Linked DNA regions of Mus musculus: regions 1 and 3 are each linked to region 2. A link is a contact called in public HiChIP or PLAC-seq data. All regions are on one chromosome and are shown on one strand. Each heading gives the region's core, a stretch centred on a gene start, on an enhancer-like site or on the middle of the called end of the contact. The rest is flanking DNA. Distances are from core to core; before and after follow the strand shown.

What was found. HiChIP or PLAC-seq counts read pairs in DNA pulled down with a chosen protein or histone mark.
Region 1: a contact with region 2 is called in an H3K27ac HiChIP or PLAC-seq map of embryonic stem cells, with 4 times the contacts expected there. The contact joins the promoter of Cntn2 here to the enhancer-like site in region 2. A contact is called at or near these places in 8 of 39 promoter capture datasets (the 3T3-L1 cell line, the HPC-7 cell line, cranial neural crest and 3 more), 2 of 484 Hi-C or Micro-C datasets (both in embryonic stem cells), 4 of 115 datasets of contacts at active chromatin or transcription factors (astrocytes, embryonic basal ganglia, embryonic forebrain and 1 more) and 1 of 9 other capture datasets (embryonic stem cells).
Region 3: a contact with region 2 is called in an H3K27ac HiChIP or PLAC-seq map of embryonic stem cells, with 2.5 times the contacts expected there. The contact joins two enhancer-like sites. A contact is called at or near these places in 1 of 115 datasets of contacts at active chromatin or transcription factors (embryonic stem cells) and 1 of 9 other capture datasets (embryonic stem cells).

Annotation. Positions count from the first base shown.
Region 1 is chr1:132,541,642-132,544,341 of GRCm38.p6, reverse strand. Cntn2 (contactin 2) reads left to right here and starts at 1,402. Exons shown (of 23, transcript NM_177129.5): 1 at 1,402-1,619.
Region 2 is chr1:132,981,574-132,984,273 of GRCm38.p6, reverse strand. No RefSeq gene overlaps it. Among named protein-coding and RNA genes, the nearest start is that of Gm38687, 11 kb to the right of the region's middle. Within about 2 kb of position 1,358, at least 9 of the 459 cell types and tissues checked have an H3K27ac peak or open chromatin away from gene starts, as enhancers often do. A contact at or near this core is called in embryonic stem cells, where this site is marked.
Region 3 is chr1:132,653,823-132,656,522 of GRCm38.p6, reverse strand. The region is part of intron 2 of Nfasc (neurofascin); the gene reads left to right. Among named protein-coding and RNA genes, the nearest start is that of Gm46157, 13 kb to the left of the region's middle. Within about 2 kb of position 1,277, at least 31 of the 459 cell types and tissues checked have an H3K27ac peak or open chromatin away from gene starts, as enhancers often do. A contact at or near this core is called in embryonic stem cells, where this site is marked.

The sequences.
Region 1 (2,700 bases), core at 153-2,652, 440 kb after region 2:
TAATGTAACTCAGGACCTTGAGAACAGCAAACTTGTCACAGACAGACAGACAGACAGACAGGACCATGATATCGGGGATAGGCCACCCTGGAGGAGGTGGATATGACTGTCTAGTCACAAATTTAATTAAAAATTACCTGAGAAACATCTTAGTAGAGTTTAGGCATCTCTGTATCAGAACAAAGACGTTGTGCTTTGGAGGTGTGCCCGCCCTTGCGGGGCACTGAGAGAAGAGAGGCAGAAGTCTCTGAAGCATTAGGATCCTCATTCTTCCCCAGGCCCACAGCCACTGGCCAGTCAGCAAGACAGGAGCCGCGTTCCTATTTGACAGGTATCACGTTTGAAACTCAGAGGCTGGCCAGCTTTGCCAGCTGTTGCAGCATCTGGGCCACTAGCCAGTTTGGCCCTGGACAGCAGGCAACCCAAGTGGGGTGAAAAGACAGTGACAGCCTGTCAGGGCTGACTGGTGCTGCAGATGGTGGGTCCCTCTGCCTGCAGACTTCAGTCTTCCCGAGCATGTCACCACACGACAGGTGCAGGGCAGGAGGGGTACACTCCTACCCAGGGTGAACCCCTGGAATCTCAGAGCTAGCAGAGGCCTCAGCCATCTTTAACCATTGCAGGTTACCAGTGTGGCTCAAAGGAGGCAGGGGACTTAGCCAAACACACACATCCTATCAATAGCAAAGACTCCAGACCCACCAGCTTTTCATGAAGTCTCACCTTTTGCTGTCTAAAAGAGGGCTGGATCTAGGGGTACCCGTGTACAAAGGTGTCCAAACTCAATTGTATAGTTAATATATTTTGCACATTACGATGTATTTTGTGGTCTCATTTTCATAAATTAATTCTCACAACCCAAGTGAAAATATAAACCTAGAGGTGGGTATTCAAATTTGTTAAGAATGGGTTAAGAATCTGAGACTTTTGCTATTTTTAATGTCTTTTACAGTTTAACCATTTTGACAGCAACAACGACAAAATTCCATGTTACTTCTGGGCAAATACAAGGAAAAGGAACGTGATGGGCGAGGGGACCGGGATAATGGAGGCTGAGCCCTTCTTCACAGCTGCCCCGCACAGCAAATTGGAGGCTTGCTGTGGATCCCATTCTCTAACAAGGGACTAGGTAAGGAGAGAAGCGAGACGCCGGGTGCCCTTGTGTCTCCAGAATTTCAGAAGCAAGAGACACTTTTTTGTGCCTTCTCAGAGCGCCCCTCTGCAGCTTTGGGCTGGGCACGGAGCTGGCCAAGCTTGATGGAAGACGGCAGCGCTCTGGCTCACTCCCTGGTCCTTAAATGACAGCAAATGAGGTAAAGCCAGGAGGGTGGGGACGGCGGGGTGGGAGGGGGCAGAGGAAGCCATCTCCGGCCGAGCGTTGGCTGAGGAGCCGAGCCAGCCAGTGAGCGGAGCCTGCGAGAGGGAGGAGCGCATCCTGATGCAGAGATGCTGCAGTGGCTCGGGGCGCGCACACACATACGCACCCTCGCCCGCTGCCGCCACGCCAGGACAGCCAGTGGCTAAGGCCGGCGGGGCCAAGCAGCCCCGAGGCTGGCGGCAGGGTCTGCTCACCAGGCAACCGCAGCACTGCCCCAGCCAACACCCTTCCCGCACTCTAGGTAGGTGCCTATCATTTTTGTCTGTTCCAGTTCAGAGGTTTCCCTGGGTGCTGTTTCAAGAGGGGCTCCCGGCTCAGCCCTTATAAATGTCTTCCTTGAAACTTGGGAGGGGACAGGGACAGGCAGCAGGCTGGGTCCCAATTGATCTCTCATCCCAGCCCCATAGTAGCGACCCCGCAGGCTCTTACCCGTCCTGTCTAGGTGGGTGGCATTCTGCAAGGCCTGATTTACTGGTCCAGGAAGCTGGCCCCTGGGAGGGTCCAGAAATCTGAGCAGGCAGTGGTAACTACCTGCCAAAAGGGTAGGGGCTCCAAGACCTGCCCTGGACCCCAGCCAGTGCCCAGCAGCTCTGTAGGGCCAGGCTCTACCCTGTCCCTGGAACTCCCTAGATGAACCTGAACCTGAGTTTCCAAATGCTGAGTTCATGTGGGGGGCTGCTTTTGCCGGGTGACCTCCTTGTGAAGTCTTGGTTCTGCTGGACTAGGAAGGCTATTGAAGAGAGGCGAGAACAGAACACAAGTTTGGGTAAAGGCTGTCCAGAAGCTGGAACTTGGGAGAGAAACTGAGGCAAGTCACATCCCTCCAAGGGTGAGGCTGGAATGTAGCCTGCAGTTCCTTTTCCCCTCCTCCCTCCTCAACCTTGTCTTCTCAGATCCCTCCCCCTCAGCCTCCCTGGTGGGAGGGAAGGATTTGCTCAAAGTTTGGCTTTCCAGGGGATTCTAGAGAGAGGGGGTAACCCCTCTGCCTAGCCCCATAGCTTATGTAATGGGCTACAGGAGGAAACAGCCCCAGCCAGGGAGTGTCTGTCACCACCTCCAAGACTGGCTGCAGCACTGGGGGGGCAAGAGGCTAAGGTGAAGCCATGCCTAGAGACTAGTGTCTTGGGCTGCACAGGCAGCCTGGACGGTGAAGCTCTGCCCCCAACCCTACCCCATCCCCACCCCATCCCCACCCCTGGGAGGTAGGGGGAGTTGAGCTTCCTTCCGGTCTTCAGGGTAAAGACGCCAAAGTTGTTAGTACATTTGTAACTAGTGTGACCAGCACAGAGTGGTTCTGCATGCAGTGACCTCAGTCCTGTACA
Region 2 (2,700 bases), core at 109-2,608:
CAGTGCATACTTCCCTTCAGAGGCCTGTGTCTGGGTCTCAGCCCCCATGTAAGGTGACTCACCTCACTGTTACTCCAGCTCCAGGGATCCAGTGCCTCTGGCTCAGTAACACATGCATATAATTAACAATTCTTTTTATCTGGGTGATGGCGGTACGAGCCTTTAACCCCAGCACCCAGGAGGCAGAGGCAAGCTCATCTTTGTGAGTTCAAGGCCAGCCTAGTGTATGGACAGAGTTCCAGGACACCAGGCCTTCGGAGAGAAACCCTGTCTCAGCAACAAAAACCACCTCACAGAGAACATGTAAGCAGAGCAACTGCTTGTTTTAGGTTTAGAGCACAGCTTGTAAAAAGATGTCTTTTAGGCTAACATGACCTTGTCATGACTTGATCATCTTCATTTTGCAAAGACAGGAAATGATCCATGACCTTGTCTGACCTCAACTCAACCTGGGCCTCTACCTTTGGGGGGAAAAACTCATTAGTAGGCAGTAAGCAAAACATTTGAGTTGTAGAGGCTTTAAACTTCTACTGCCCTAATTGGGAGTCTTTAGTTTGTGCAAAACGTGCATGCACCTGTGGTAAATTGCCATATACTGTTTAAGCTTAGGTGGGACTCTGGGAGTAAGGAGACCCTCCTTGTTTCCTCTAAAACTCCTTGTCTTGGCAGAGTTGGTCCCTAATTTGTAACAAGGAGGATGGGAAACAGCAAGCACCTAAGAGTAGTCATTACTGTGCTGGACTGGGGAGGTGGCTCAGGGGTGAGGAACACTTGATGCCCTTCCCTAGGGATTGAGTTCGGGTCCCAGGACTCCGGACTGGCAGCCTGGTAGTCCACAACTGCTAACTCTTGCTCCAGGGCATCCAACATCTCCGGATTCCTGAGGCAACGTGCACATACACACCACCCCTGTATGAGCAGCCATTTAAAAAAAAAAAGATTTTATTTATTATATGTAAGTACACTGTAACTGTCTTCAGATGCACCAGAATTCACCATACAGACCATGCTGGTCTTAACCTCAGAGATTTATCTGTCCTTGCCTCCCAAGTGTCTGGATTAAAGTTGTTTATCACCATGCCTGCCAGAACTTTGTACTTTTGTTTGCTGGCTATAATAAACTTCTTCAGAATCCAAAGCATGGGTGGTGTTATCATTTCTGGATTGTACAAAAAAGTTTGAAATATTTTCACTTCGTGCAAACTTTGACGCGAAGCCTGACTTGCCAGTTGTTTACTGGGTGACCTGAGGCAAACCATTTAATGTCTCTAGCCCTTAGCTCCTGGTTTATACAACAGGCATAGTGGACAAATGAGGTACCACTGGTGAGGTGCTTGGCTGTCTTCACCAGTGGGGCATAGCCTTGGTCGCCCACCAGAGGGCACTAGTAACCTAAAAAATTGAGGATGTTCCTTCCTTCAAACACAGCCATAGGTCTTTAAATATCTATGGTTGCGGTGTTTGGGGGATCTTTGCTAAGATTCTTCTAAAGTCCACCACCATAGCCTTAAGTAAAAGAACTCGTGATACTTTAACCGCACACCAGCCACGAGGAATATTTTATTTTTATTTTGTCTGCGTTTACTGTCCCCTCTCCATCTCAAGCCTTCCTGGAACCTAGCTACAGATGTCTTCTCTCAGTGATAACCTATCCCTTGTTCGAAGCTTATCCAAACACATCTCATTGCGCCTCCCATCCCCCACAGCTTTCATCCCAACAGGCAAAAGGGGCAGTGGTCTGTTTCCGAACTCTGTAGAGCGTTAGAAGTTGTCTCCTGAACTGCTCTGTGGGTGTCTAGTAATCCACAGATGGCCACCACAGAAAGCCTTGTTCACCGGAGAGAAATGTCCCATGAGGTGGGAGAAACCAACACCATGGTCTCCCTCAGATATTCTTGACTTTAGGAGAACAACAGATTTAAGCATGTATCATATATGTATTTGCTTCTTAAAATCTGTCTTCGGGGGCTGGAGAGAGAGCTCAGCAGTAAAGAGCTCTGGCTGCCCTTTCAGAGGACCCGGGTTCAGTCCCCAGCACCCACATGGCAGCTCACAACTGTCTGTACATAACTCCTGTTCAGGGGACCCGACACCCTCCCTCACAAAGACACACAGATCACCAGTGTACATAAAAATACAATTTAAAATCTATCTTAGGTTAATCCGGTGGGAAGGCAATTCGGCTCCAGGTTAGCTCACCACTGTCCCAGGGAAGGGGCCAGAAGGAAGTGCCAAGCACGGTCTAGGACCATGGAACCACAGAATGCTTAGGTGGCTGAGATGGCACCCCAGAAGTCAGTTCCAGCACCTTATTGTTTAGAGAACAGAAGTGGCACCACCAGGACAGGAACTTCATTAGTATCAGGTTTATCTCATTTATAAAGATTTATTTTTATGTGTATGGGTGGGTGTTTTGCCTGCATATGCATGCAGTGACAGAGGCCAAAAGAGGGCAGTGGAGCACTTATAACTGGAGTGTTGTTAGCTACTGTGTGCGTGCCCCATGCATGCACATGTATGTGAAACTGAATCTGGGAACCCTGCAAGAGCAACAAGTGCTCTTAGCCTCTGGGCCTTGTCCATAGCTCCACATCAGTCATTTCAGCAGCACTGAGATTCAGTTCTGTGGGCAGGCACGCTAATTCTCTTTTACTGTCCTCATTGATACTAAGGCTTGTGTGTTAGTGTATGCCAAGTGTC
Region 3 (2,700 bases), core at 28-2,527, 330 kb after region 2:
CTGCCGGTGGCCTGTGAGTCACACAGTGCCCTGGGATGCTTTCCCACCCCAGGAAGTATGGTGTGACACTAGATGCTCCCTAGGTCCTCCCGGTTGTCACCTAGAGGAAAAGGTCATGTCTCACTTCCTTCCACCCCTTCTTCTCCCCAGCTTAATAGCCAGGTGATTCACCTGAAGGTATCAGGTTTCAGCCTATAGATCTGGTCATTGTGCAGGAAAGGCCAAATGACTAATGCAAACCCAGGCATTCTCTTCTGCCCTTCCCCAGAGAGAAAGAATGAAGACTGGCTGACACCTTCCCCTATTCCAGAAGCCTCGGTGGCCTCAGCTCAGGCTTGCAGAGGAGGCAACCTGCTTATATCTTTAATGGGAAGGAGCCCTGCACTCCTCCCCATTCCTGCCTGACAATGGAATGGAGCCAAGCACCAAGCACACCATGAGGCACACCAGGGCAGCTGGAGACCACCCCTTCCAGCCCCAAGAAGGCAGACAAGGAGTCAGCCTTGTACCAGGTTTCCCTGGCTGTGTGAAAGTCCTAAATGATTGTTGGCCCACACCCAGGTCAGGAAGCTAGTGTCTGTCCTCGCTGGGTCAGAGGAAGGCAGTACAGGAGAAACAGGCAAAAGAATGCCTCCTTCCCCACCAAGAGGCATCCCTGGTATGGTGCAATTCCTGAGTCTTTCAGTAGGAGGTGATCACGTGGGCAGATTGACTTTCACAGAAGATGCAGAGCGGTGAGGACAGTTCATCTGTGACAAGAAGGAGATTCGGTGACACAATGCCAGATGCTGTCACAGCAGGAAAGCCAGGAGCTCCTCCACACTTCTTCCTTGTCTGATATCACCTTCCAAAAACCCCATCTACCTTTCTCCTCCGCACTGGTGTTTTGTCTCCTTGGCACGTGGTAGTGGCCATGTTTGGCTGGTATTTTGAGTTCCCAAGAACCCACGTGTTGGCCTTAGATGCCCATGAGCTGGACAGTTTCTTGTACTTGGATGGTTGTCTGCCATTCCCTTCATTGGTATGAGAGAGACAGAGTGGGAGTGGGTGTCACTGGGCCACTGGATCACCCAAGAGGGACCTTGGGTGTCTCAGGCCGACCACTCTGCTTCAGAGCATTTCCAAAATCAGCATTTCTAATGCCTTAGAATGAACAGTGGGAGGCTGAAAAGGCACCTGCACAGCTGGGCTCTGAGAGCCAGCAAGGATAGCACTGAGGGTGAACCTGCCTGCGGTCAAGCAGAGTAAAAGCTGAAAGGGAGTGGGGGAGCATTCTGGAAAGTAAAGACATCTGGGGAGTCGGCTGGCTGAGCAGTAAGAGGCTCTGCTTCCGAGGACTCCGAGTTAAGAGATCCCAGCAATTGCCGCTGCCTCACCACTTCCGCATAACCACTAACAGCAGATTCATCAGGCCTTTTATTAATTGAGGATCTATTAGGCAGATGTACTTGATGAGCCAAATACCTCCCCATAGTAGAACGTGTCTAATACAATGGCTGCTCGTGAGGATTTATCACGCTGTCTCGCTGCAGCTGCAGAGGGAGACACGATGCAGGCTCAGCACTGATCAGAGTGGGTACAGGACACTGACCCAGGGCTCCTCCCACAAGGCAGGAGGCAATGGCCACAGGGTGAGCATGGGGTGTGCTGGGGACCAAGGGGAATTGTCCTGACATGGAGGAGACAGCGAGGTCCTTGAATTAGTGGTGCAAGTCAGCGCACTAAATAAGGAGAGAGGATCTGGGAAGCAGAAAGGACAGGTTTGAGTCTGGGCTGGACAGAAGACCCGGGCTGCTTATTATTGGTGGAATGTGAGTGAGAATGTGGACTTACCCTTTCATCTTTCCCTGGCAGACACGGCATGCAGGGCTCTCTGCCCTTCGAGGAGGGGGACTGGGATTTGTTTTTATGTATAAAACAGTGCTTCTCAGCCTTCCATAGTGCTGCAACCCATTAATACAGTTCCTCATGTTGTGGGGATGCCCAACCATATAGTTATTTCGTTGCTACTTCATACCTGTAATTTTGCTACTGTTATGAATCATACTGTAAATATTCATGAAAGGGTCATTCGACCCACAGGTTGAGAACCGCTGATATAAGCCATTTGCTAATGTCATGGTTTCGAGTATTAGGAGTGAATTATTTGCATCTTCTAGTCCATCGGGGGACAGCTTGCCTTTCCATGTAGAATTGTAGTCACTTGGGATGACTCTGAGCCCTGGCAGATCTCCCACCCATGATCAGATGTGCCTCTGATCCCGTGATCCCAGGTTGTTTGGGGACAGCTCTCGTGATCAGCCTTGCTGCCTGTCTTTTCAATGGGAGCGGCTGGGATTTGCGTTGGCTTCCGGGGGGCCTTTATTATCTCCCTGCTCCCCCACAATTTCCCATGGCAGTGATGTGTGAATGTGTTCCTTAGTTGGTTCTTGTAGTACTATTCTAGTCTCTGGATTAGCTTATTTCCAAGAGCTAATTGCTGGCATGTAGCCTCCGCTCTACTCTGTTGGTGTACCCCTAGGCATAAATTCACGCACACAGCCTGGGAGAGCCTACAAGACTGTTATTCATGGCTTGGGGGCGTTTCAAATGGAACTTAACCCATTCCAAGCCCAGTCTCCCTGAGCCCTGACCATGAGCCTGCTTGCTCCTCCTCCTGTGTTTCCAGGGCCAGCTCAGCAGCAGACAGTCCCCTTTCCA